5 separate regions of the Sus scrofa genome follow, and all the other regions are linked to region 1. Evidence: chromatin contacts called from public Hi-C and HiChIP or PLAC-seq data. All regions are on one chromosome and are shown on one strand. The core of a region is the stretch at or near the end of the contact, and the rest is flanking DNA. Distances in the headings are between cores, read along the strand shown.

Evidence for each region. Hi-C and Micro-C count contacts between places; a contact is called where the count stands out from the background. HiChIP or PLAC-seq counts read pairs in DNA pulled down with a chosen protein or histone mark.
Region 2: a contact with region 1 is called in an H3K27ac HiChIP or PLAC-seq map of skeletal muscle. The contact joins two enhancer-like sites. A contact is called at or near these places in 5 of 47 Hi-C or Micro-C datasets (brain, embryonic fibroblasts, fetal heart ventricle and 2 more) and 2 of 2 datasets of contacts at active chromatin or transcription factors (alveolar macrophages and skeletal muscle).
Region 3: a contact with region 1 is called in an H3K27ac HiChIP or PLAC-seq map of skeletal muscle, with 15 times the contacts expected there. The contact joins two enhancer-like sites. A contact is called at or near these places in 2 of 47 Hi-C or Micro-C datasets (embryonic fibroblasts and heart right ventricle) and 1 of 2 datasets of contacts at active chromatin or transcription factors (skeletal muscle).
Region 4: a contact with region 1 is called in an H3K27ac HiChIP or PLAC-seq map of skeletal muscle, with 7 times the contacts expected there. The contact joins two enhancer-like sites. A contact is called at or near these places in 3 of 47 Hi-C or Micro-C datasets (embryonic fibroblasts, fetal heart ventricle and skeletal muscle) and 1 of 2 datasets of contacts at active chromatin or transcription factors (skeletal muscle).
Region 5: a Hi-C map of embryonic fibroblasts shows a contact between it and region 1, with 1.7 times the contacts expected there. The contact joins two enhancer-like sites. A contact is called at or near these places in 2 of 47 Hi-C or Micro-C datasets (embryonic fibroblasts and heart right ventricle) and 1 of 2 datasets of contacts at active chromatin or transcription factors (skeletal muscle).

The regions. Positions count from the first base shown.
Region 1 is chr10:41,518,151-41,523,749 of Sscrofa11.1, reverse strand. It overlaps LOC110255684 (a long non-coding RNA gene), which reads left to right. Exons shown (of 3, transcript XR_002336333.1): 2 at 1-690. Among named protein-coding and RNA genes, the nearest start is that of SVIL, 340 kb to the right of the region's middle. Within about 2 kb of position 2,154, at least 59 of the 83 cell types and tissues checked have an H3K27ac peak or open chromatin away from gene starts, as enhancers often do. A contact at or near this core is called in alveolar macrophages, brain, embryonic fibroblasts and 2 more, where this site is marked.
Region 2 is chr10:42,370,753-42,376,351 of Sscrofa11.1, reverse strand. No RefSeq gene overlaps it. Among named protein-coding and RNA genes, the nearest start is that of ARHGAP12, 200 kb to the left of the region's middle. Within about 2 kb of position 2,516, at least 51 of the 83 cell types and tissues checked have an H3K27ac peak or open chromatin away from gene starts, as enhancers often do. A contact at or near this core is called in alveolar macrophages, brain, liver and 1 more, where this site is marked.
Region 3 is chr10:42,324,638-42,330,236 of Sscrofa11.1, reverse strand. No RefSeq gene overlaps it. Among named protein-coding and RNA genes, the nearest start is that of ARHGAP12, 250 kb to the left of the region's middle. Within about 2 kb of position 2,551, at least 24 of the 83 cell types and tissues checked have an H3K27ac peak or open chromatin away from gene starts, as enhancers often do. A contact at or near this core is called in skeletal muscle, where this site is marked.
Region 4 is chr10:42,257,515-42,263,113 of Sscrofa11.1, reverse strand. LOC102164518 (a long non-coding RNA gene) reads left to right here. Exons shown (of 6, transcript XR_305912.3): 4 at 1,063-1,159; 5 at 1,662-1,896; 6 at 4,163-4,280. Among named protein-coding and RNA genes, the nearest start is that of ZNF438, 250 kb to the right of the region's middle. Within about 2 kb of position 2,638, at least 69 of the 83 cell types and tissues checked have an H3K27ac peak or open chromatin away from gene starts, as enhancers often do. A contact at or near this core is called in embryonic fibroblasts and skeletal muscle, where this site is marked.
Region 5 is chr10:42,118,447-42,124,045 of Sscrofa11.1, reverse strand. All of the region lies in intron 1 of ZEB1 (zinc finger E-box-binding homeobox 1), which reads right to left. Among named protein-coding and RNA genes, the nearest start is that of ZNF438, 110 kb to the right of the region's middle. Within about 2 kb of position 3,120, at least 2 of the 83 cell types and tissues checked have an H3K27ac peak or open chromatin away from gene starts, as enhancers often do. A contact at or near this core is called in embryonic fibroblasts, where this site is marked.

The sequences.
Region 1 (5,599 bases), core at 905-3,404:
TTTTCTGCTGAACTAGTCAAGGTAGGTTTTATTTTTTATGACCAAGGGCTCTGAGTGTTTCACTTCCCAACCTGATCTGCCCTCAGGTGGTCTGATCTGAGAGGAGGTCTGATCAGACCAGGAGGCACTGTGTCACCTCTCCTCCTGGCAGTCCCCACCCTTCCTCAGGCCCAGGCCACATAAGTCCCTCTAAGAAAGTCAGCTTCTTCTCCTCTACAATCTTAGTGGGGCCTGTGACTTCTCGCCTAACTTCTGCTTGATGCTGAAGAAAGGCAGGCATGTTTTTCCTGGTACCCCTGAAATCTGTATAAGGACTCCTGCCCCTCCTCTTCTTTATTATAAGGTGATCTGGTCGAAATCATGCTTTGATTTAGCACAGAAGACAACCTTTTGCACATCTGGTCCCCCCCACCCCTTCATTCTCCCGTATCCACAGGGGTGGGCTTGTGGCAGCCATGTTTGTATCATGGGACTGACTCCTTGAAGTTGATTGGACCAGGATCTGGCACGTGACCCAAGCTGGGCCAATCTGAGACTTTGTGTCTGAAACGAGGCCCTGCAGCTCACTCCGGCTGCTCTGAGCCCATCTGTTGAATGGGACCGTCCGTCTCCTGTGCCAGGTGGACTGTGAAACAGGCCTAGAGGAAGCCAGTGGGCTAACAAAATCAAAGCAGCAAAAATAAAGAGAAGGTGAGTGAAGGAGAAAGTGGGAACTGAGCTTGGCGCATCCTAGGTTGTGGGTCCACAAGCAAACACTCAGTAAAATAAATTTTCTCTAGTTTGCTAGTTCAAGGTCTTTTTGAAAACTCTGAAGCCAAAGAGTTGCAACTGATACAGAAAGAAATAGAAAAGGTCACCCCAGATTCCACCCCGTGGAAACCGAGGCACCTCCTGGCTTGTCATGAACTGGGAAACCGAAAAATACTCTGAGCTGGGGAAAATGTGGCAGCTGCATAGATCTCTCGGGATTTATCTTTGGTACTCGACTGATTTTCCAGCCCAACAACCTCACGTGAGAGCTGAGCAAAGGCAGGGAACCCAGAGAGCTGGCGTGACTCACCCAGGCTCCCTCCCACAGGCAGCGAGGGTTGGGGCTAGAGTCCTGGTCCCTGAACCTGAAAAGCATCCCTTTCCTACTTTGGGCCCGCGGTGGGCGCTGGGGCCAGGCGGGAGCCATCAGGATAAATCAGCACGTGTTGCTAGGCTGGCGACAAATGACGCGTCTAATTCCCTGGCCCAGCCAGCCCCGCGCGGCGGAGTAGCGCGCTCCGTGCGCACACGTGTGCACTCGGCCAGCGCGGGAGCAGCTGCAGAGGTTGGGCCTCCCGGGAGAGGACGGGGTGGGCGTGAGTGTTCGGGGGGGCGCCATCCCACCCCACCCCTGCGCGGCAGGGAGGGCCCCGCCAGCCGGGCCTTTCAGAGTTAATTAGCCTTCATGCATATGGATGGCACTGCCGATTGAACACGGTGGAGGGGTCGTGACCTGACCCCGGCGAGGCGTGCGGAAAGAAAAGACTGCTTTTCCCAGCTCGGTCCCTAATTGAAAGCCCAGTTGCCGGGCGCTGCGCCGGGGTGTGATCGCCGCCGCCCCATTTCTCCCGCAGAAGGAACACTTCGGGGGGAGCTGCCCCCGGCGCCCGGCCCCCTTTAGCAGCCCCTCTAATGACCTGCGGGGATGTGCAGGCGGCCCGACGACCGTCCCCCTGATATGTCGCCGTAATGATATCTGCACTGGGGATTTATTCCGAAGTTGTCCTTTTCCGTGATGGTTTTCATTTCCTGTCATTTAAAGCTGGAAGCATTTATGGAATATCACATGGTTTTCGTTTACACAGGAAATCAGCTGCAGTTGCGAGAAGATGCGGACTTACTTTTTTGTTTGTTTTTTTAATCCTTCCTCCCACCCCCACCCCCGCCCCGGAAAAAAAAAAAAATGAGAGAGAAAGGGAGGAGGAAAAAGGCAGCCTGCAGCATTTTGTTTTGAAGTAGTTTTCCTTTTTGATCCCCAGTCCTGTTCTCCGAAGTGGTCTGTGGTTATACAGAAAGCAGCAGTTTCTCTCTGACACGTGGTAATCACTACGTGAAGAAAGCACAGCACCTAGAGATGCTTTTGCTTTTTCCAGACCAGGGGGCGGGGGTGGGAGCGCAGCTGCGCGGGCAGCTCCGCCCCGGGGATGCGCCGCGCGACCCGCTCGGATCCGCCCTGGGAGCCGCGGACCGGGCGCCTCTGGAGCTGGGTTTACGCTCCTGGAAAGAGCGCACGTACAGTGCCCAGTTAACCTCCTGGGACCCCTCTGCTTGAACCTGAAAAGAGCAGTGTCCTGCCCCACCCCCAAGGACCACAATAGAAGTCTGTCCTTGGTCCGGCCCCAGCCCATCACCCCACCCCGGGAATCAGAGTCACAGGGCTTTATGACAGGGATTGGGGAAGAATTTGCGACTCATTCTTTAAGCTCCGCCCTCCAGTTACCGCTGAGTTAGGAACTCGCGACTAGAAGCGCCCCCGCACCACGGCTGCACCCCCTCTTAACCAGTGCAGTTCCAGCTGCTCCAGGCCCCCTCCCCCGCCGCCACCGCCCCTCTGAGGGCAACTAGACGGTCCTGGGCAATAGCGCCACCTGGTGCCCAGCATCCTCCAAGCCTTTCCTCGTATCCTTCTCCAAGATGCTAAACAAGCTGCCTTTAGAGATCAAGGGGGCCCAGAATAGAGTCAGGCTCACAGAGGAGCCCCCACCTCGGGTTGAAGTCCTCCTTTCCCCTAAAAGAGCTTAGAGTATAGGGGACAGGAGGCTCCCCTTTCATGCCATCCACTAGGGCATTCCATGGTAAGAGACCTATTCCTGGGATTGAAGGCTGGGCCCTCAACTGAATGGAAAATGCCCTTGAAGAGATATAATTCAGGCACCTGTTTGAGAGTGAACCAGTAACCTTTTCCCAAGGGTATGTGTGCTTCTACCGAGGGAGGAAAGCAAAGAGGAGGCCCAGCCCGAGGTCCAGGAGGGCAGAACCCAGCACTGCCGGCCATGTTTCAAGGGCAGGGGCCGTCTGTGTGGTGGGACTAGGAGGTGGGGAGCTGGTGGCTCTGGGAGGCAGGAGAGGGACAATGTGCACATTTCATGGGTGAGTAGGGCACCCCCACGGAACATCAAGTCCCTGTAGGCCCCCCTGGACCCAGGTGTCCCTCCATGATTGCTGTGTCCCTGGCAGCTGAGACCCGTTTAATTGAGACTCCAGGGCAGCCTCCCTTCCCCCAGCCCATAAAACCAACAGCCCCCTGTGTGAACACGAGCCCCGCATTTTTTATGGGCTGTCTGCTGACGGCTGGGGGACAAGAAGGGGACAAGGCTTACTGCTGCAGCCCTTGGAGCCTCCAGCTATTGAGCTGTGTAACGGGACCCCGTTCCTTGAAACCAAATATTTGCGAGGACACCCAGAAGCCACCTGGCTACCCAATCACTCCATCAGGCGGGTCATTTGTGCCGTAACAATTCCACCTGGGACCCTCTCCACTTCCGAGGGTCAGTGGGCAAAGCTCCCCTCTGAACTGCAAGGAGGCTGGCCCACCAGCTGTTACCGGCAGGCCCTGGATCGGGGCTGTGCAGACCAAGTCTCTTGCTGGCCCATGAGCTGAATGAAAGAAACCCTGTTTCTCCTCTGCAGCGGCAGCAGCAGGAGGCCCAGGTCTCTGTCTGAAGCCCTACACTGTTTTCCTCCCAGGAAACAGCATTTGCCTCCTGTTGCTTATTACCTAATTGGAGAACCACTGGCGTCAGCAGGATGCTGCGTTCAGCTTCTTCAGGCCCCGGCAAGAGCTCTGCTTGGGGGACCAGTTCATTTCCGGCAGGGAACATTTTGAGATGCCTCTTCTTGCTCTCTCTCGCTCCCTCCAGTCTCCCACCCAACACCCCTCTTCTTGGCTCTGTCTCTGAGGTATGGCCTTTATTGGTCTCCGCAAAAGGGGGGAAGGGCAGATGATCTTAGTGACTCTGAGATCCAACCCCTGCCTGGCTGTGTAGGGTGGTTGTCAGGGAAGCACGAGATCTGTCGCATGGCCAGCCTGCTCCTCCATTCAGGACTCCTCCTTGTCCCCCTGCTTGACCGTCTGGAAAATGGGAGCCTTTTCGGAGGGAGGTTTTGGCAAGAAAAATCAGAGGCGTGCAATGCCCCATCCTCAACCCAGCAGCTTCTGAGAAGGTGTCTGGCCAAGCACTTGAGCTCTGGGCCTCCGCTAGAAGCTGCCTCCCCCAGAGTAAACCCGGTGAGTGGTCCAGAGGCTCAGCCCACCTGGACTCAATTTTAAAATAGATCAACAGCATTTCAATATGTATTTCTTCCTGTTGCATTGACAAAAAAAAAATGCCTGGTGATATGCCAGAATGAGATAGATAATGATGTTGTTTAGCAGCAACTGTGTCATTCCGTGTTGTTGACAGTCAAATAAATTAACATAATAAACACAATTTGCTCAAAAACCGGCTAAGGGAAAGCAGATGGTTAGCACATTTCGGCAGGACCTGTTGGTCCAAGTTTGCGCGGATGTTTAGACGTCGCGCCGCCTGCAACAGATGCTCGCCTAGGTCCCCACGTGACGGGCACAGGCGCCCCCGCGCCGGCTTGATGGGGTGGGGGGTGGAGTGGTCCCGCCGCTGGGGGCATCCGGTCCAGGGCCTCCCTCCCTCCCTCCGGAGGCTCCCAGCGCCCGGCCCATTAGCATTCACGGCCCGTCGCCCGCCCAGCGCCCAGCCTTTGTGCTTCTGGAACAAGCCAGCTTTCTTCCGGCGGAGGATGGCGCCGCTGAAGTGCTCGGGCTCCAGCCTATGAGTTTCCCAGTGGCTTCCGGGGCCAGTGGCGCCCAGAGTGGGTGCCTATGGCACTCAAAAGAGAAGAAAACGTTATTTATTATTATTATTATTGCAATAGGAGGAAGCTGTGGCTGCCCAGTGCCTGGGAAGCAGAGTAGTGGGGTGGGGTTTCTTCTCACCAGGCTGGAGGGGATGGGACTGTCAGGGGGCCAGGCCCTGCTCCCTCCTCCAGCTCCCTCCTGTGGCTGGCGTGCCAGGCCTGTTACTTAAAAGGGGACCCTTAGCGATCAGACCCGCCCTTGCAGATGCCTGTACTGCGGAGCCCAGGATTGATGGCCTGGGTCGTCAGAGATATCCTGACGCCCGGACAGCTCACGGGGCCCCTGCCCTGCGGCTTTGCTGGGTGACACTTTCCCGGGGACCCTGAGTCCAGGTCCTTGTTTGCTAAGTGGGGCTTTTATGAAGATTGGATATGAGAATGGTCATAGCCCGCTCAGCACCGCACCAGGCACTTGTGCTACATGCCCAGTGATTGTCAGCCATTGTTCATTCTGAGGTGACAGCCAAGACAGTGGGAAGGCAGCATTCTCCCCTCCCCTCTCCTTACCTCCCCCCACCCCTCCTCACCCCCCTCCCTCCACCCCTCCTCACCCCCCTCCCTCCCCCTCCCCACCCCTCCTCCCTCCCCCTTCACCCCCCTCCTCACCCTCCACCCCCCAGGGCCAGAGGGTGATTAGGAGCTGATCCAGCTGCCTAATAGGCCCCTCAGAAAGAGCAGGTCAGACTGAGCCCTGCTG
Region 2 (5,599 bases), core at 1,267-3,766, 850 kb before region 1:
AGGGCATCTCAGCCTCTAGCCTTGCTCAGGACAAGAACATCTGGAGCAGGGAATCTGCCGCTGTGTCAGTTAGACAGGATGGTGGAGGGAGTTCTCATGGTGGCTCAGTGGTCATGAACCTGACTAGGATCCATGAGGATGCGGGTTCAATCCCTGGCCTTGCTCAGTGGGTTAAGGATCCAGCGTTGCCCTGAGCAGTGAGGTTGCAGACACGTCTCAAGTCCTGCGTTGCTGTGGCTGTAGTGTAAGTGGCACCTGCAGCTCCGATTCTGATTTGACTGCTAGCCTGGGAACTTCCACATGCCGCAGGTATGGCCATAAAAAGAAAAAGGAAACAAACAAACAAACAACCCACCCCCAAACAAAAAAAAAAAAAAAAAACAAAGGGTGGTGGAGAAGGCCTTCTGCCTGGATCTTCAGACCAAAAGCCAAGAACCAGTGAGTGGGGCAGACCTGTCTGTCTTCTGATAGATGCCACAGAGGCTGGCTTGAGAATCCAACCTCAGGACTCAGGATTCCGCTGGGTTTTGAGGCTAGACGGGACACTGGCAGAACTCAGTTACTTTGCAGAGAGCAGCTAGCAGCTTAGACAAGAAAAGGAACCTGGTTTTCTCCAAGCTGTAGCAGAGCTCCCTTTTTCTGGGATGAATGACTCCCCTTTCTCCCCCATCCCTGACCCCCACATTTCTGTCAGCAAGCTGTGGTGGCTGAGCCCCATCTTCTTTACCCTTCTCAACCTCCTCTACCAATTCAACTTAGGGTCACTTGAATGTTGTATTAAAAAGACACCAGGCCTGGCACTGTGGGTTAAGGATCTGGCATTGTTGCAAATATGGTTTGGATCTGATCCCTGGCCCAGGAAACTCCATATGCTGCAGGGCGGCCAAAAAACAACAACAACAAAAAGGGAGTTCCCGCTGTGGCGCAGTGGGTGGATGATCTGGCTTGTCTCTGTGGAGGTGCCGGTTCAGTCCTTGGCTGGGTGCAGTGGGTTAAGAATCTGGTGCTGCTGCAGCTGCAGCGTAGGTTGCAGCTCTGGCTTGGATTTGATCCCTGGCCTGGGAACTTCCATATGCCACAGGTAGGGCTGAAAAAGAAAATAAAAACCAAAACCAATCAAAAAACTCCCAAAGAAACCAAATGGCTGTCCAGCCTTGGAGCCAGCACCAATTTGAACAGTATGGTCACAGTTTATAGTGTGACTGTACGACCCAGTTTGCCTGGAACCCTTTATCCTTGGGGTTTGGGCACAATTCCTAATAGTTTTCCTTGTCACTCTCATCAGTGTCCAGATTTATTCAATAAATGATAGGATCACTCTAACTTTTCATCTGTGACAAGATCCATTCTTTGGCTTATACTGACACCTGTAGGCTTGTGAAATGGCTTTGAAGAAAATGAACATGGAGAAGGCTTTCCCCATCCTCAGTCTCCAGGATTTCAGCTCACCTCCTGAATATACTGGGAACCTGAACTGTGGGGCATGTTCTAGAAAGAGGCCAAAGCAGGGAAACATTTCCACTTGAAGATGCTGTGTACCCTGCGGCCATGAGTTTCCAGGGTTCTAACATTTGGAGTAACGCTTTTTTTTTTTTTTTTTTTTTTTTTTTTGCTTCTTAGGGCTGTACCTGTGGCATATGGAAATTCCCAGGCTAGGGGGTGAATCGGAGCTGCAGCTGAAGCCTGTGCCACAGTCACAGCAACGTGAAATCTGCGCTGCATCTGTGACGTACACCACAGCTCACAGCAACATCAGATCCTTAACCCACTGAGCGAGGCCAGGGATCAAACCTGCATCGTCATGGATGCTAGTTGGGTTCGTTACTGCTGAGCCACAACCATCACTCTTGGAGTAATGTTTTGATCACTCCTGTTGTTGACAGGAATCAGCATCGGTTTCAGGTGTAAACAGGAGCCCACCTGGCTCTCTGAGCCATGACAGATGTTGCCTGGGTTGGGGGGCATGATGCTCAGGGCCGATGAGCCATGGGACTGTGGGCCTTCCCAGCTGGGGAGGCTTGGATGGAGAATTTAGGCAGGGCAGGGTCAAGGCCCCCAGGCTCATCTGTTGGAGATTAGGTGGTGACCCTGGTTCTCCTGGGACTAAGGAAACACCAACACTGGAGGGAGGTGTGAGCTGGGGTAGCCCAGGGCCTAATGTTCTCATCTCCTTCAGGTGCCATCAGACACCTGGATTCCAATCTGAACATCAAAAACAACACAAGACACTTAAAAAAGAATGAAATCCAGAGGTCACGAAGGCTCTGGGTGGACGAATTTGTGTGCTTGGCTGTCACAATGGTGGATTTGAGACAGATTAACGTGTGGGCTCCTGAGCCCAGCAGCAGCCCTGGGCCAGGGTGGATCGGTGGCTGGGGTGGGGGGGGACTCTTCCTGTCTTTCAGAGGGGCCCCTGTCCCTGCAGAGGCCACCCCCTCGTGCTGCCTCACGGCCCTGAGCCAAGGACTCTCCAGCCCAGAGAAGTGAAAATAGACGGTTGCCAAGATGAGAAAGGAGGCTTGAAAGCGTGTGGGCCCTACACGGTGGAGTAAATCAGGATGAGGAAGGGAAACACAGGATGTCTAACTTCCGGGTATTCTTGTAGGATTTTACTGGCGTTCTTGTGTTTGTCTCATTATCTTCAAGACGTTCAGGTTGGACATGTTCTATCCCTGGCAAGACAGAAACCTTGGACTTCGCCAGTTCTTTTCCAAAGGGCTTGCCCGGGATTCTTCCAGACTCTGTGAGAAAATCCCGACCGTGCCCCCTGACCTGCGTCTTGGGAATGTGGGGGCGGAGCGGGCTGCCTTCTGGCTGTCACTGGCTGAATGAACAGACCATAATGAGTCAATTCTCTGCCGTCTGCTATTTAAAACAACGGCTTCCTTCCTGTTTCCTACGCTGCTGACTGAAGCTTCTTCTGTGTTAGGGGGGGAAAAAAAAGAAACTCAGGGCGAAAGTGCGCCCTCGGAGACTGAATGAGCCATACATCTCGCCCGCAGTGGCACAAAAGCTCCTAAGTGTTTTATCTGTACAGATGGCTCTAATTTGGTGGCGCTGGCATGACTCTGTGAGCTAATTTCCCAAATACTTGGTTCATTAAAGTGGAAGAGAAAAAACAACCACCTTCTAAGCCAAGCGAGACTCCCCCCAAGAAACAGAAGTCCTGATTATTTAAGGGCAGGGTCGCTTTTGAGAAGGCAGGAGGGAGAGGGCAGACGTCCCTGGGCCCTGGGTGTTTGTCCCCCACCCCAGGGAAGTCCAGTCACCCCCTGGGAGTGAGCCTCCCCTCCCCACCCCATCCCTGAGGGACGAGTGTGGCCTCTGACAGTGGCCTGCAGTCTCCAGGATGCCAGGTGGGAGCCTAACTCTGGGCTTTTTCTCTGTTTCGCTGACCACGTGGAAGGCATGTTCGGCCAGCAAAGAGTTGAGTGGGGAGTTTAAGAGGCAAAGTAAGGAGGCAAAGCAGCTCCTGCTTTCCCGGGGGATGCTGCGCAGCTGCTGTTGGGGCTTATGGGCACAACTTGGTGGCTCTGGGGGTGACAAGGCAGCTTCCAGTGTGTTCAGAACACAGCATGGGGTATCCGACCTCGCCATCCTGCGGCAGGCACACTGGACCGCTGGACTGAACGCGGATGCCAGAGATGGGTGATCCCCACCCCCACTCAAAGAAGGTGTCATCTCCGCCGCCCCCCCCCCCCCCCCTTTAGGCAGGAACATAGAGAACTTATGAGGGTCTTCACTCTGCCCTGGAGGCGCTGTCCACAAAGGGAAAAGGACAGAAAACCTGTATAGGATGAGTTTAAGAAATGGGGAAAGTGTCGTCTCCCAAGCGCAGATACACTCTGTAAATAATCGCACATGTGAAGAAACCAGATGGGCGCCCTCCGCGCATGCGCACGTGCGGGCAGCATGCACGTGTGCACACGGGTGACCACCAAGGCTTTGAGGGTAGGCTGAAACCAGTTTGGGGAAACCCTGTTGGCCAAGAAAAGCCTAGAAAACTTTGTCAAATCTCAAAATATGTAAGAGGTGATTAGAGTGAAATAATCAGATATTTCCAAAGCACATGCTACATACTGTGTGGGGAAGGGCTGAGGGGGTGCTGATGAGGGGGTGGCCATGGGACTAGAGGCAAGATGGCCCTTACACTGAGGGAGGGACACATAGAGACACGTTTGGAGGCCCGGATGGAGCTTGAGCAGCTGAGGGTGGCAGGGAAGGCAGGAGTCAATGACCATCAGGCCCCCTGGGTGCTGAACATGGGGAGCAGCAGGGCCAGTGAGAGGAGGCAAGTTCAATGTCCTTGATTCGAGATTCGGCAGAGTCAGGCAACCTTGTAACCCTAGGGGATGGATGGACTGGGTGCCCGAGACAAGGAGTGTTCTTAGCAGTAAGGAGTGCTGGCCAGGAAGGAAGCAGAGACAATGGAGGAGACAGATGCTGGTGGTGGCGGGGGGATGAGGGGTGGGCACAGAGCCTGCCCAGGGGGGCACATGGCTCAGAGAAGTGGCACAGACCTCACAGCCATGGCCACAGGTCCCTCCTACCTCTGGGCTTGGTTTTGGAAATCTGGACTCAGGGGGCTGGTGGGGACCAGGTGGGTTGGGGAGCATAGGAGTGGGACCAGGTTGGGGACATGGGATGAGGGACATGCATCACCCTGATGTGCTCACCCATGCTCAGACCCCAAGGCCAGCTCCATGGCCCTGCCCTGACTCTGGCTCCTCATTTAAGGGGAGGGGGCTCCCTTTTCTCTTCGGGGAGAGACCAGGAACTTTCTTGGTTCCAGTAGCATGAGAAGGTCGAGCACTTTCGACCAAGACCCTCTCAGAGCCCAAGGCCCTCCTTTTCTCAGGGGCATGGACGTGGACAGAAAGCAGGGAAACTCTCACCCAAATGCCCCCTTGCCAGCTCCTGGGCCACAGGACCCGGGGTGACTCACCAACCTCCTCCACCTCCACCCCCAGCTCCCTCAGGGCACCGAGAACCAAGGCAGCCAATGCACGAGGCGGGACTCCCAAGGACAGGAATTGTTTGGGCTTTGCTCTGCCCTGTGAGCAGTGCTTACCACAGGCTTGACACGGAGGAAATGCTCCAGAAATATTTGATGAAGGAATGGATACGTGGAGGCCCCAGCACCCTTTTAGGGCCCTGTCAAAAATGGAATAAATGTGGAGTTCCCATTGTGACTCAGCAGGTTAAGAACCCAACTAGCATCCACAAGGATGCGGATTCGATCCCTGGCCTCTCTCAGTGGGTTAAGGGTCCGGTGTTGCTGTAAATTGTGGTGTAGGTCACAGATGCAGCTTGGATCCTGCGTTGCTGTGGCTGTGGCATAGACTAGCAACTATAGCTCTGATTGAACCCCTAGCCTGGCAACTTCCAAAGGCATGGGTTCAGCCATAAAAAAAAAAAGAAAGACATGTGAGCTCCTTTCTCCTCTATCTTCTTTTCTGTCCCCTAATTGTCCTTTCTTTGCTGGCACTTTTCTGTCATCTTGGCCTCACTTTTTCTGTCTACTTGCTCACCCTTCCCCCACTCAGGTCCAGTCTCTCTCTGGGTTGGAGTCTCTCCAGGTTGGGGTCTGGCTCCATGG
Region 3 (5,599 bases), core at 1,302-3,801, 810 kb before region 1:
ACATACCAGTCGCCTGCCCCTGACACCCGCATTTATTCCCCCCGCCTCTTCTGAGCTCCAGACACATACATCCTGCTTTCAGGGCTAGTGTGATAAAGAAGATCGTGCTGCTTCAGGTAAGCTACCTGATTCACATGCTCATCTCAAAGTTAGAATGTCCAAAAATGAACTGATTTTCCCCCAACATCTGGCTCTGCTCCAGGCTTCCCTGTCTGAGTAATGATGCCTCTGTGTTCCCAGCCACTCGTGCCAGAACCAGGCTGGATGCTGTCCCTTCCCATGCTCCCATCTCCATCACTAAATCTCAGCTCTGAGGACTTCCTGCTGTGGCTCAGTGAGTTAAGAACCTAACATACTGTCCATGAGGATGTGGGTTGGGTCCCCGGACCCACTCAGTGGGATAGGATCCTGTGTTGCCACAAGCTGTGGTGTAGGTCGCAGATGTGGCTCAGATCCCGTATTGCTGTGACTGGCTGTGGCTCAGGCCGGCAGCTGCAGCTCCAGTTCCACTTCTAACCTGGGAACTTCCATCTGCTGCAGGTGGAAAAAAAAAAAAACCCCTGACTGATGTGAGCTGTCTCACACCCATCTCTGTTGCCACCATCAACTCCTATTCTACACCACCTTCCTCTTAGGCACCTCCGGCTCACCTCTTTCCTTCCAAGTCCCCCTTCCTGCCCAGAAGCTGGGGTTCTCTTCCCAGCATCCCTCTGCTCCAGCCCTTCGCTGGGGGCGTTACTGCTCTCAGAAGAAAATCCAAAGTCCTCACCTCGTCCTACTCAGACCTAATGCGATGCCAACCTCTGTTTCCAGGTTTTCCACACCAGCATCCTGACGACACTCCTGGCCACACTGACACACACTCTCTCCCTCTCTCTCTCTCTTTTTTTTTTTTTTTTTTTTTTTTGTCTTTTTTAGGGCAGCACCCATGGCATGGAGGTTGCCAGGCTAAGGGTCCAATCGGAACTGTAACCACTGGCCTACGCCAGAGCCACAGCAACTCAAGATCCGAGCTGCGTCTGCAACCTACGCCACAGCTCATGGCAATGCCAGAACCTTAACCCACTGAGCAAGGCCAGGAATCGAACCCCCATCCTCATGGATGCTAGTCGGGTTCACTAACTGCTGAGCCACAGTGAGAACTCCCTCTCTGTCTTTTAATGGCTGCACCTGTGGCATATGGAAGTTCCTGGGGGGTTAGGGGTCGAATTGGAGCCCCAGCTGTGACCTACACTGCAGCTTGTGGCAACACTGGGTCCTTAACCCACTGAGGGCAGCCAGGGATCAAACCCACATCCTCATGGATACTAGTCAGGTTCTTAACCTGCTGAGCTGCAATGGGAACTCCCACACTGACACTCTGTGTTCTTTCAACTCTTGACATCCTTTGGCCGCAGGCCCTCCCACAGACCTTCCCCTGATTCCTTAGTCTGGAACTTTCTTTCCTAGCTCTTTGTCTGTACCCCTCAGGTCACAACTCAGTCCCCTTTTAAGGGAGGCCATCCCTTGGATCCTTAAACTAAATCGAGACTAGGTATGATACTGCCACTGCACTTTTACTTTTCTTTCCTTAAATATTTATTTTTTTAAATCAACGTATAGTTGATTTAGTGTTGTGTCAGTTTTTGTTCTACAGCAAAGTGATCTGATCATACATGGAAAGTCTTCTTTCATACTGTCTTCAATCATGTACAGCAGGACCTCCTTGCTTATCCATTCTAAGTGTCATAGTTTGCATCTATGAACCCCAGACTCCTAGTCCATCCCACTTCCTCCCCCTTCCCCCTTGGCAACCCCAAGTCATGTCTATGTCTGTGAGTCTTCTGTTTTGTAGACAGGTTCATAGTTTAGATTGGTGTCATAGTTTAGATTCCACATGTACGTGATATCATAAGATATGAGAATCGCAGAAGGGCCACCACTAACAAGTCTCCTTTTCTACATAACGTTTGTGACTGTTCTTATTATGTTACTTATGTGATTGTTTGTGTCCCACTAAATGGTCCACCTCACAAAGGCTGGGAGTCTGTCTTGTTTATCACTGTTTCCCCAGGAACACGGTGTCTGAGCATAAAAAAGTATTGAATGGAGAGGTGAATAAATAAATATAATTAGATTTTAGTAGCCTCCAGGGGCAGAGTGGTTTTTTATTCTTTTCATTCTCAGCCAAGGGTTTTAACAAATAGTTATTGACCTCAAGACTGTCTCATGAAAAAAAACAACAGCTAAGAATAACAAGAACAACAAGGAAACAAATTACAGCATTAGAACGTCTACACGATTGAATGAAAGTTATGTGCGCTAATATAATTAGTCTCGGCCAGTGAGGGACAGGATTATACCCACGGGATCCCTGAGTTTGTGAAATAGCAATGCGCTTTCATAATGTGAGTTTATTATGTTTGGAAATAGCAGATGAATTGGGCCCACATCTGGATATTTGGCATTGTGGACACAAACATCTGGATGATTGGCCGAATGCTTTCAACTTAACTCATGTGTTTTGGAGCTGTGTAAACAGTCCCAGAATTACTCCGAAATTATGTTTCTCCGGAGATGGCCACGTGACTCAGTGGAGGAGAATTCTCAGTTCCAGGAAGATGATGGACTGAGAGACTTGAAATCCCTCTTGTCACAAACACACAGGAATTCTGGCTACGCGTAGCCCTTGAAAAATTGCATGGTCGAGATCATGAGCTTCTGAAACGAGGACGAGACTGAAACTCAGTGCGACGTGGGCCCATGCGCTGACCCGGGAGTTTGGTTTCGGTGCCAGCAAACTTAGGGGTTTGGGGTTCACACCCGTTTGAGGACGGGAGACCAAGTCTTGGAATCCTGAGCAGTGAGTCAGGACGTTTGAAAAGCTGAGCTCTCAGTGGAAAGGGCGATCAGAGGACATCTGTCTCTTAGCACAGGGAGGAGATAAGAAAGCTGCTTAGCCTGAGGTGAGGGAAATGGTCTTTCTAGAGAGAATTAAGCCCTGGGTTTGCTTGTGGGTTTGGCATCCAAAACATGTCTTTACTCCATGCAGACAACATGCGAATATCTCTGCAAGACTCAGGGAACTCCTTGCAGAGAAATGAACATAACAGTCTGTCCCAAAGTGGACACTCCTGGAATGCCTGTGCTGCTAAATCATCATCCAGCAGCGACACTCCAACACTGGTCCCACTGTGCCTTCTCAGAAAATAAGCCTCATTAAAGATGAGCTCATGAGTTTAAAAAATTAGGAAACATACAATGAAATAATTCACTGTGAGCAAGAAGTCAGCAGACACAACAAACAGCAAGATTCCAGTCCCAAGAACTTGAGATAATAAAGACACAATCAGCAAGGGAAAAGAAGTATGCTAAAAATGCTTAAAAACATACTAGAAGGCATCAAGTTCTGGCATAAAGTTTAGGCTGCTATAAAGAAAGAAGGGAGAGGAGTTCCTGCTGTGGTGCAGTGGACTAAGACTCCAACTTCAGCGGCTCGGTCACTGTGGAGGCTTAGGTTCAATGCCCAGCTGGCCAGGCAAGAGAAAGGATTTGGCATTGCTTCAGCTGTGGCTTGGGTCTCAGCTCAGAGTCGAATTCAATCCCTGGCCTGGGAACTTTCATATGCCATGGGTGCAACCATTAAAAAAAGGAATATTTGCAAAATAACAAGAGAGACCTTCCAGAAATGAGAAGTGTATTCGTTGAATGAAAAATTCAACGGATGGATTAGACATTGCAATAGCCCACTGGAGGGGAGGGTTATTGAACTGAAGATTAGAGGGTATTACCTAAAACACAGCAGAGAAACAAGATGGAAAATGTGAAAGGGAGTTTAAGATAATGAAAAGGTCCAAAGCAAATCTAGTAAGATTTCCAGAAGGAGATAACAAGGAGAAAGAATTAGAGGAACTATTTAAGGTTCACTAATTAAAGATATGAATCCTCAATGGGAGAATTCCAGGGAATCCCAAGTGGGATAATTACAAAAATGATCCACACCTAGATAACTTCCTAATGCAGCCATTAAACACAAATAAAAGAGAATCTGCAAAGCAAAGGGATAAAAGATCACATACAAAGTAACGATGAATGATGGCAGATTCCTCAGTACTAACAACAGCTATCAAAAGATGATATAATGATAATCTTCTTAGAGTTATAATATTAATCAAAAGTGAAGGTGAAAGATACATGCACCCCAGCATTCATAGCGGCGCCCTGTGCAATAGCTAAGACTTGGTAGAAGAAAGGATAAAGATGTGGTACATGTGTACAGTGGAATATTACTCAGCCATAAAAAGAATGAAATATTGCCATTTGTAGCAACATGGATGGACCTAGAAATTATCATACTAAGTCAAATAAGTCAGAGAAAGACCAATTTAATATATCACTTATATGTAGAATCTAATTTTAAAAAATGATAGAAAAGAACTTACTTACAAAGCAGAAACAGACTCAGACTTTGAAACCAAATTCACGGTTACCAAAGGTGAAATGTGGAGGAGGGAGGGGTAAATTAGGAGTTTAGAGTTAACAAGTTCATACTACTGTATGTAAAATAGATAACCAACAAGGACCTACTGTATAGCATAGGGAACTCTACTCAATACTCTGTAATAACCTATATGGGAAAATAATTTGAAAAGAATAGATATATGTATGTGTATAACGGAACCATTTTGCTGTATACCTGAAACTAAGACGACATTGTAAATCAGCTATACTCCAAAATTAAAAGTTGAGAGAAAATATGAAGACCTGTTTTAGTTAAAAATAATGTAGAGAATTTGCCACTCACAGACCTTCAATAAAAGAATTATCAAAAAATGAGTCTAAGAAGGAAATAGGTGAAAGGAAGGATGAGAAATAGGACAATAATATAGACTTACTTGGGAACTATAACAACAAGATGCATTGATTCTCATGTTCCAGTGATTAGAATGACATCTTTGGAGGACCCTAGTCTGCTTACCATAGTGTGCTTGGTGCTTTCACTTTCAGCCATCCTAGTGGGCATGTATTTGGTAGAATCTCCTTGTGCTTTTAATTTGCTATTCCCTAGCAACTAAATGTTGTTGGGCATATTCTCATTTGTTTATTTTCCATTTACATATTTTCTTTTGTAAAGGGTCTGTTCAAGTTGTTTCCCATGTTTATTGGCTTATCTTTTTCTTATTGAGTTATAAGTGTTCTTTACATATTCTGGATTTAAGTCTGGAGCAAATATATGTTTTATAAATGTTCTCCCCAGTCTGTGGCTTTCTTTTTAATTTTTTAAACACTGTCTTTTGAAATGCACTGTCTTTTAAAATTTTGTTGAAGTCCAGCTTTTAAAGTATTTCTTTAATGGTTCTTCTTATGGTCATCTACCTAAAAAAGTCTTGGCTTAACTCAAAGTCATAAACACTTTGCCATATGTTTTCTTGTAGAAGCTTTATAGTTTGGGGTCTACCTTTAGGTCTGTGATCTATTTGAAGTTAATTTTTGTACAAGGTAAGGGTTGAGTTTCATTGTCTTGCATATGGATATCCAATTATTCCAGCATAATTTGTTGAAAAGACTATCTTTTCCCATTAAATTATTTTGGTACTTTTTTTTAAATTAATTATCCACA
Region 4 (5,599 bases), core at 1,389-3,888, 740 kb before region 1:
ACGAAACCTGTGCCACAGCAGCAACCCAAGCCACTGCAGTGACAACTCCGGATCCTTAACTTACTGTGCCACAAGAGAACCCCTGTAGACTTTTTATTTTAATTATGGCCATTTTGATCAGTGTGAGGTGGTATCTGATTATAGTTTTGATTTGCATTTCTCTAATCATCAGCAATGCCCAGCACCTGTCTTTTCATGGATGACACCTCTTCATTATTCAGAGGTCCCAGTTTGAGTGCTGGGTCACTTGGTCAGTCAGCAGGTACTTGGTCAAGGGCTGAAGTGACTGGGGAACATGGCCCCTTAGGGATGTCACTTTTTTGTGTGTTGCAGTTTCAGGCCTGTTGATCACCCTGGCTCTCAACCTACTTCTCTCCTGTCAGTCCCACCCAGGGAAAATCTGGAAGTGTCTAGTGCCTGCAGATATGAGATCTAAAGAGAACTGACCAGGGTTGTTTAACAAATCCAACTAGGAACCATGAGGTTTTGGGTTCAATCCCTGGCCTTGCTCAGTGGGTTAAGGATCCGGTGCTGCTGTGACCTGTGGTGTAGGTTGCAGATGCGACTCGGATCCCGTGTTGCTGTGGCTCTGGCGTAAGCCAGTGGCTTCAGCTCCAATTAGACCCCTAGCCTGGGAACCTCCATATACCGCGGGAAGCAGCCCTAGAAAAGGTAAAAAGACTAAATAAATAAATAAATAGAACAGACCAGAGAAGGAAACACAGCTCGCCTCTCCTGCTGGTCCTGGAGGGAGAGGTCACACCCATGGATGCTCGAGGAAATGGCTCCATTGCTCCCTGGCAGCAGGCTAGGAAATACTGCCCACACCCCAACTGCAGTCCCCGAGGCCATCGGATACACCTGGGGCGCCTCAGGGCAGGAAGTCCCAGAAACCACATACAGTTTCTGACCAACCACTTCAGCTTTTTCTGGGCTTGAAAAAGACAGGGGCGGTGCAAGAATCATCTTTGGTTCTGCCGCAGTGGAGACCCATGACGTCTTGCTCCCAGTAGATTCTGCATGCATACTTATGTGACTGAATGGATGTCCCCCCTACCACAGACGGCAGCTGTCCCATCTCAGAGGCACCTCAGGTGGTGGCCTTGAACTTGGTGTCCAGACTGAAATGGGAAACCATACACCGTAAGAGGTGGAGCAGGTAAGGATGGGGGTGAGGGGAGGCTGGCAGGAGCGGAGGCAGGGTTTTGTTCCTGACCCTGCCTGGTGATCAGCTTATTCCCTAAAGCAGAAGGATTAATAACCAGGGTAATTTTATCCCTGTTAGAATGTAACTACAGATGTGGGCTTATTGGGCGAAACAGCTAATCCTTTCTACATTTGGCTTACTCGTGAAACTCGATGCCTGGAGTTGTCAAAAGCACTATTTGCACGAGGCCTGCTGCCCCTGAAACCTTTCTCTTCTGGGCCCAGTGGGCAGCTGTCCCACTGCGCTGGCACTTGCCTCTTGGGTGAGCTGACTCACTGGCCTGGTGATGGAAGGGGAGGGGAGAGGCCTGTGGGTATATATAGACCTAAAGTGAGGGAGAGGGTAGGTGAAGGAAAATACAAGATGTGGGGTGCGGGGAGAGGGTACACAGAGAGCCTGGAGAAAAAAAACTCTTGGGAAAATCTAAGGTTCATTGTGATCCCTCGTCCCCCAGGCTTAAGGCACGGGGGAGGCAGCAGGAGGAGGGAAGAAGGCGAGGGAAAGGGGGTACCCCTCGATAGGAGCCAGCAGGCATCCAGGGATCTGCAGCGTGGTGATGGCTGGAGGCGCAAAAGTCAGGAGACACAGTTAATCCAAGAGCTGTTGCTGCTGCTGCTGTTGCAGAGATGAAAGACTTTCCAAGCCAGTCAGTGATATGCTTGGAGCTTTCCCCTGTGCAGCCACCTGTGGTGAGTAACGGGAGACTTGGTTCCTCCTCCTGCACCCGGGGAGCCCCGGGAAATTGGGGGAGTGGGCGTGGCCAGGGTGGTGGGGCGGGGCCCCAGTGAGCAGGCGCCAGTGACCTCCCTCCCTCTTCCCCACCTCCCTCGGTCTAGGTCTCGAGCACCGCCTCCCGCTGGGTGTGGCCGAGCTTCAGACATTCCCCCCCCCCCCCCCCCCGCCCCATCCCGCCCCCAAACATCCCCCTCCTTTTCCACCGACTCCGCCCTTGATCGCCCTGGCCCACACAGTGCTACAGTGCGACACAGGAAGCCCCTCCTCCCTGCTACCCACCCGAGGCGGGGTGGGGGGGGGTGGGGGCGCGAACAGGTCGATACCCCCTCCTCCTACCCCGACCCCTCACGGACTTTTAGTTCGGGGCTGCTGGGTTAAAGCTTCATTCCAGTGTGCTGCATTCCAGAAACTTTAACAGATGCCCTGGCGTTCTTGGAAGACGCTGAGAGGGAAAGCGGCCGACGTCTCCACCCAAATGCCCCAGAATCAGATAGGACATTTGCCTCTGGTGCGGGGAGCAAAGGGCAGAGTGGCCAGAAGGCTTGTAATAAAAACCTCCCTTCCCTTCCCTCTGACCTGGGTCCTTCATTACTGACCCCAGCCCTTAAGAATCTGGAGCCTGCAACCCTCTCCACCTGGCGGGGCTGGTCAGGAGGCCGGGCGGGGAAGGATTCGGCCTCCTGGGCGGGTCCCGGGGTGGGAAGGCTCTCATCGCCATGGCAACGAGCTCTTCCCGTGGGAATAGCGAACTCTTGAACGTGCAGCACATGGGAAAGTGACCTACTGAGTGCCAGCTGGGGGTCCAGGCGGGCGGGTATGGGGGGGATCTGCAGGGAGAGGGCGCGCGACCGAGCTCGACATGCGACCCCCAAACCTGGATGCAGGGCCGCGCGCTTTTCTTCTGAGTCAGACGGGGCCACACAGGCAGGACACGTGATGCGCGGGGCTCTCCCCTGGCTGCCAGTTAGCAGCCAGATCTGCTGACTCGCTTAGAACAGCCGCTGCCCAGTGTTGGCCCGGGCTGGGTGGGACGGTTCCCTTCTGTGGGTCTGTTCCAGCGCCCTAGCTGGTGAGACCAGTAGCTCCTGTTGGGAGGACAGGCGTGTTGGCTGTGGAATTCAGTTCTACGTGGCTGAGGCCCCTGACTTCTTTTTACAATTTTTAAAGAAGTTGTAAAGGTTGTACTAACCTTTTAAAAAAGTGTAATTTCTTTTTTTAATTCAAAAAGATGAAAAGAAGGAACTGAACACAATCTGATCTACACCCTCCCCATCTTTCCACCCCAAAATAACGGACCACTGTTAACATTTTGTTATCATTCTTCCAAATTATGCCCACACCTAGGGGTGTACTAGTTACAAAAATTATGGTGCATATGATGTTTGTCGCCTGCATTTTCACTTAACTCACCACAGACCTGGAAAGATAGAGAAAACTCTGTATTATTATTTCTAAGGGCAACATAGGATTACTATAATTTATTAGCCAATTTGGTGTTGCTGGAAATTTAAATTTCTTTACAATTTTTTACTCTTCTACATGGCGACAGACATCCTTCTACCTACATTTTTTGCACCTAGCCTGTTAGTTTTCTTAAGGTCAACTTCTTGAAGTAGAATTACTGGGTCAGAATGTATGGATGTTTTAAATTTTGATGCTGGTTTATAAATCCTAGGTCTGTGGGCAGCTTTTGAGAGCCAGTGGACTTCATTTTCTCCCCCATCGGTCTTAGGAATAACACGGAAAAATTCATTATGTAGTTTGTATTCCTCCCAAAGCAATATCGGAAACAAGAGCTGTGAATAGTTTTTCCCAGAGGCGATCCAAGAAGCACGCTGCAAGTTCAGCAGGACAAGGTCCAGGAATGGATAGGTTACTGCTGTGGGCAGTGGGGCCCAGTCAGTCCCCCTGGAGGCCCTCTGGGAGATCACGTAGAACACGCCTGAGAATTGACCCCCAATCCTGTCGGCAGGGCATCAGCTCCTACATCTTCTGACTTCTCTCGTGGTTCTTTAGAAAACCTCTGCAGGTGAATTCTGAGGTAGGCCAAGGGGATGTGACTGTCACACCTCCAGCCATAGTTACACACGAATTATTACTCCTTCCCCTGAAACCAAGCCAAGGGAGGTGCTCAATCCAGGACAAAAATTGCAAAATGGGTTAAGATTTCGTCAACCTCACCACCTTCCCTCTCTCTTCTCGAAACCATCTCTTCCCCAGGCTTCCAAGGTCTTTGGTCCTCCAAGACACATCAAAAAGGACTTCCCATGGGAGTTCCCATTGTGGCTCAGTGATAATGAACCTGACTAGGATCCATGAGGATGCAGGTTCCATCCCTGGCTTCGCTCAGTGGGTTAAGGATTCAGTGTTGCTGGCTTGGATTTGGTGTTCCTGTGGCCGTGGCGTTGGCCAGCAGATGCAGCTCCGATAGGACCCCTGGCCTGGGAACTCCCATATGCTGCAGGTACGGCCCTAAAAAGATTCACACACACAAAACAGGTCTTCTCTTCCTTCACTTAGTATGAGAGTCTCTAGTTCCATCCATGTTGTTGCAAGTGGCATTATGTTGGTATTTTTATGGCTGAGTAGTATTCCATTGTGTATGTATATCACATCTTAATCCATTCATCTGTCGATGGACATTTAGGTTGTTTCTATGTCTTGGCTATTGTGAATAGTGCTGCTGTGAACCTAGGGGTGCATGTATCTTTAGGAATTATAGTTTTGTCCTGATATATGTCCAGGAGTGGGATCACTCGCTCATATGGTAGCTCCATATTCAGTTTCCTGAGGAACCTCCATACTGTTCTCCATAGTTGTCATACCAATTTACATTCCCACCAACAGCATGGAGGGTTCCCTTTTCTCCACACCCTCTTCAGCACTTGTTATTTGTGCACTTCTTAATCATGGCCATTCTGACTGGTGTGAGGTGGTACCTCATTGTAGTTTTGGTTGGCATTTTTCTAATGGAGATGTTGAGCATTTTTTCACATGCCCACTGGCTATCCATATGTCTTCTTTGGAAAAATGTCCATTTAGGTCTTCTGCCTATTTTTCGATTGGGCTGTTTGTTTTTTTGTTACTGAGTTGTATGAATTGTTTGTATATTTTGGAGATTAAGCCCTTGTTGGTTTCATCATTTGCAACTGTTTTCTCCCATTCTGTAAGTTATGTTTTCTTTTTCAATGGTTTCCTTTGCTGTGCAAAACTTTCAAGTTCGATTAGGTCCTACTTGTTTATTTTTGGTTTTATTTCTCTTGCCTTGGGAGACTGCAGTGGTCACTTTTGAATGCTAGTGTCCCCTGTTGAGTTGTGAGCTGCGTGAGGACAAGGACCTTGGCTTTTACTTCCCTGACTGGCTATGTGCAGTGAGCATCCGACACTGGTCGACTTGCCCTCTGTCGGGGTTTCTTGCAGGGACACAGGAGGATGGGGTCCTGCACCTTCCTATGCAGGCATCTTTGTTTTTATCGGCACAGCCCCCTCGAACCCTCTGCAGTCCCTAGGAATCCCCTGCTCATCAAATCTAGCAGATTCCCTGTTTTCCGTCTGCCTTCTCTCTCTGCAGCATCTGGCACTGTTTGCTGCTTCCACCATCTTGAAATGATCCTTCCTTGGCCTCCATCTCGTCACACCCTCTCCACGTCCTTCTGT
Region 5 (5,599 bases), core at 1,871-4,370, 600 kb before region 1:
TTTACAGGTATGCACACAATTCTGTTTGATACAATTAAACAATTAGTCCATCCTTCGGTAAACATTTGTATTCCAATTTCTCAGTACATGGGTAGATGTTCAGTTCTAGAAAAATACGCCCTTAAGTACCATCCAAATGCAAGCCGATACACTTAATTTTTCGTACTCAAAAAGTTGAAACAAGGGGAAAATCAAGTGAGAAAGCTTTAAGCCGGAGAGTTTAAAAACTTGAACACAACACTGTAAATCAACTATACTTCAATAAAAAGGAAAAGAAAACACTTTAAAATGGACACAATTTACATAATTCAAACTTTGCCGAAGATTCTGTTGCTGCAGATCACAACTGAGAAAAGTGGGTCAAGCAAGGAATTATTTAGTGGAGGAAGTCTGTCATGCTGAGCAATGCAGGGTTTTTGAGATTAAAGAACTGCTCAGGTTTACTGTAATTGTATATACATAGCAATTTTTTATTATTATTTCCCTAAACTGTGTTCTCTATGAAGCTTGTCTGTCCCCACCGTACTTTTTTAACTTAAATTTTTGGGTTTTTTTTTTTTTTTTTTTTTTTGGCTACACTTCAGGCACATGGAAGTTCTTGAGCCAGGGTCAAATCAGAGCTGCAGATGCAGGCTATCCCACAGCCACTGCAACAGAGGATCCGAGCCGCGTCTGAGATCTACACAGCAGCTTGTAGCAACACCGCTTCCTTGACCCACTGAGTGAGGCCAGGGATTGAACCTGTTGGGTCCTTGACCCACTGATTCACAACAGCAACTCCCTCCCTACTGTACTTCTGTCAAACTCATACCTCCTGATTTGCAGGGATACCCGAGTTGTAGCACTGATACACATCTTAGTGCTAAGTCTTGAATGTATTTCTGATGTTACCAGATGACAAAGTGCTCTGAATCTGATTACAGTGGGGGAAATCACCAGGTTGATTACTGGCTTACTCAAAAATTACTCATATTTTTAAAATACTTTACTACATTTCCTTTTATTCTGAAATAAAAATACTGTCTAGGCTAATTCTGGTTAATTCAAATTCATGTTTTCTGGTCTTTGTATTTAGATTTTTTTTTTTTTAAGGGCTGCACCTGTGGCATATGAAGGTTCCCAGGCTAAGGGTCCAACTGGAGCTGGTAGCCGTCGGCCTATGGCACAGCCAGAGCAATGCAGGATCCAAGCCGCGGCTGTGACCTACACCACAGCTCATGGCAACACCAGATCCTTAACCCACTGAGCAAGGCCAGGGATCAAACCTGCGTCCTCATGGATGCTAGTCAGGTTTCTTAGCTGCTGAGCCAAGACGGGAACTCCCCTGAATTTAGAATTAATAAAGGTTTACTGAGACACCAAGTACACAACTCTTGTTTTTTGGATATACTGCGCCACCTCAAATTTCTTCAGCTGTACTGACATTTCTCCCAAAGTAGTAATTGCTAAAAATCAACCTACCAAATATTTTGATTTTCTGTAAGAAATGGTTTTTTTCCCTCCAATTAAAAAAATGAAATCTTGATTGTGTTTATTGCACAGGAAAGATTCAGCTAGATGGCCAAATGTTGTGCTTAAGGAACAATCCTCTGTCTATACTGACTGTGTGATTGATAACCTACACTAAGGTTGTTGTTATTAAACATAAAATGTTGATTCATAGGCTGAAGAAGTTTTAAGACATAAAATAAATCAATAAAATATTATGATTTGGTAAACCACTGAAAGAGAAAAACCTATGGAATATATTATAGCAATAACCCACATGTCAAAAAAGAAATTCCCACCTTTGAAAAATAAAGTCCATGTGAGCAGCATAACCATTCTAACACGAGTTTAGCAAACCAGGAGCTGTCAAGTTCCAATAACCTATTATTCACACCTCTTTAATCACTGCCACAGAGTTGATTATAAATAGCCTCATACATTTTAAAATAAGGTCATTCTGAAACGAAACAAAGAAGGTAGTAAATATTCTTGTACATACGGAACTGAAATCCTAACACACAACATAATTGTGTATTGCTCAAATACTCAACACAAAGAAAGCTAACCACACCTTTTATTACTATGTCAAGTGTGCATCTGTGTGGATTCAGTGGAGTAACTAAATTGTAGCACCACTGCAACCCAGAAGCTTAAAAAAAACAACAACAAAAAAAAAAACCCTCCCCAACAAATTTCATTACTGAGAATTCAGGCATTGTTCTTGGTATAATAAAAGTAAAATATAAAAATCAATTTGCTGATCAACCCAAAACAACGCTATGCAAATTCATGATTAAGACTAGTCTACAAGGAAAATGTATAGGGTTACCGATGATGCCATTGGCTATTAATCACTCCACACAGGTGATAACCTAACTGTATTTTTTCAATGTGAATTTATGTAAACGTGTTAGAGAAGAAGGTATAAAATGTTTTATCAGAGGGACAGAATAGTTTTCAGAAAAAAATTAAGACTGAGAACAAGGTGACAAAGTACCACTTAGAAGGCAAGGATCTAAAAGGTTAGGCTGAAACCAACTGGCTCAAATAAAACAAAGAATGGAAACAAGAAAAAAGTAACAATTTAGCTTTGTACCAAGTGTTCTTTATAATGACTGATCATTATAGAATCTCAAAGAAAAATCTAAAGTACCCCCATTATTCCAGAAGAGTTTTCTATGATCACAGTACCTGCTGAAATGGGAGTAGTCCACTACCAAAACCCCTCATTTAAGAACTTAAGACCAACAGAATCAAAAGACTGGGCCTGAAGAACATGTGATTTCAAATAATTACAATCAGATTTGCCTTTATTTGACTATTTTAAGATTTCCCATGAAGTTTTCAGACTAAAAATCCTGAAGTTTTCTGTGTGAACAAACTTGCTACATAACCAAATTTTTCCCATTTCCATGTCTTCCTACAGTGTGCCTGCTCATTGATAAAAATTACATTTGGGGAAGAGATAATTTAGAGGTTTGCAACTACTTAGTTCCTGAGCATTGATCCTTATGCATTTATATTATACAGTAACACAACTCTTTTGGAGTATAAACCTACTGCATAAACTCTTCTTACCAGAATAATTTGAAAACAGGAAAGAAGTTAGAAAAGCATGCATATTAGCATGTTTTACAATCTTAAAAAACCACATGCATGTCTCTATTTTTACTGAATCATTCATTTCCTTTGTCTGGTTTTAGAACCGTTAGCTTAAAAAACATTATTTCTTGCATAATAAAAAGTTATTCACCTCCTGGACTTTGTTTTCCATCCAAAATAGATTCTTTTTTGAACAGAAACTTTTAGTTAATTGTAGTCAGACAGACAGCTTCTGACAAGGTAAGTACCAAGAGAAAATGGTTGACCACAGAGAAAATCATGAGGCTGCCTTCTGTCAGCACTCCAGAAGAAGAGCTACATGGAGCTTTCTGAAATTAATTCAGCATTGTCATCCATATAAAATTATCTTAATTCTATACTCCTGAGATACAGTCATCAATATTTTACAGAATTAATTCTCACATTAAAAAGACTGTTTCTGATATAGAAGTTATTTTTTTCCAAGGCTGTATTTCTAATGATGCTACTACCGCACCCTCTTTAATGCTGTTTTCAACAATTAAATATATAAGGATCTTCAGCAGAGATGATAATCTAAAGATACTTTCAGTGTTCTGTCAAGTATGAATATAAAACTAGTTTCCTTAGTAGTAAAAATACTATACAACCTTAAAATTATTCTGCATTTGTAACCTTAGGAATATAGTGTACATTCCAAAACGTGGGGATTTCCAAAGATCTTCTTTGGTCTATACCCCAAACCTAAGGATGCTGACATGATAGTTCCTATTCTTCTATTTCTTACCTTTGGAAGTTCACTCAAATGTGAAGAATTATAATACAGCCCCTTGGCAATGCTTCACCCTATGCCAAACACTCTGGTTTTTCTATACTTTCTGGAGTGACTTACAGGGCTTCCAGATAGAAGGACTTTGTCCCAGCCATAACATGTATTTGGAAGACTGGTTCTTACGGCATTAAGACATGCTGGTCAGTGGGCTGGGGGTGGGTATGAGGGGAAGGGAAAAAAAAAAAAGCAGAGAACTATAGGCCAGAATAACCAAACCAGCTACAGAAAGGATGGTTAGTAAGACCACAAAACAAAGTGAGAAATAGGTCTAAAGGGTCAGTGTTTGTATCTGAGGGAATCAGACATGGTCACCTGAAGTCACCAATACTGGGTGGAAATTCTTTGACTTGGGTTGGGGCAATGATTGATTCATTCACTGATTTAAAATATTAATTGAGCACCTGTTATAGGTCAGACACTATAGTTAAGTAAATGAAGAAACCAATTTCTATCATCAGGGATCTCACTAGTAGGATAGACAAACATATTAAATAAGTTATTATAATACATCATTGTGGGTGTAACTGACATAAGTATCTACAACCCAAGAACAAAGAGAGAAAAGAAGGATTAAGTTTCTCAAGGATGGACACTGATGGCATGTTTCTAGAACTGAAAATGCTTTAGCAAGAAGATGACATCTAAGCTTGTTCCCCTAAGCTGGTTCTTAACGTAAAAACCAAACAGATAAAAACAGAAATGAAGGCCATTACACAAAGAGGAAAAAGAACTTCTTCCAGGCAAACTCTACCCAGCTATTCCTAAATGAGGGAGACTAGAGAGACTAAAGGCCTTAAGCTAGAGGAAGGATAGATACTCAATTTTGCTTGAGGGCAGAAGGCTGAATTCAGGTACAAATGTCACATTTAAATTGTAATAATGTATTTGTTTCCAGCAGTCTAATTTTAAATTGTTGGTGGGTTAATATTAACACATGGTTGCCCTAAGCCACTCATGTCTGGCCCCTGCCAATAACAGCCACGAATGTATCATATCTGAAGGCACCTGGACATACCAGGAGAGTACCCCTCCATGTTGCGTGGCTACCTACATCTTCTAGAACCTGCTGACACCACTGCTAATCCCTGGGCTGGCAAGCTTTTCTCAACCATCCTCAGGGTTCTCACCACCACCCATGCACAGCTTACCCTACCCTGTGTGGCTGGAGCTGGAACCAATCATGCTAAGGTAGGAATATTTCTCTTCTTCCCAAATAGATCCAACAATGGCAGGAAGTAGTATAATAGATTGCTTTTGTTTTATTTATGAGTCTGTGCTCTTCAACAAGTGATTGGGAAAAAAGAACCTGCTCTTAGTTTTGCTTTTAGAAGAAGGAAAAATGGTTCTCATCCAGTAGAAAACAACAGATACAGGGTCAGGAAACAGGCTAGATGGTTAACAGGATGTTCTGGAGAACCTGAACATTTATGGAATGGAGGAGGAGAAAGGAGGAGGAACCACCAAAGGAATGAAAAGACTAAGAGGAGGATGCCTTGTGGGAGCCAAGAGATGGGAGAAATTCTCAGAGGCAAGCGAGGCAGGCAGAAACCTTTGACTGACTCCCAATGATTCAAGCCCTTGTATGATCCTCTCTCTGCAGTATAGACGGGAGCTGTGAACAAAATGAGATGTCAGTCCTGTTACAGTACTAAGTTACATGACAAATGTGAACGGGTTTTGCAGATATAACAAAGGTCT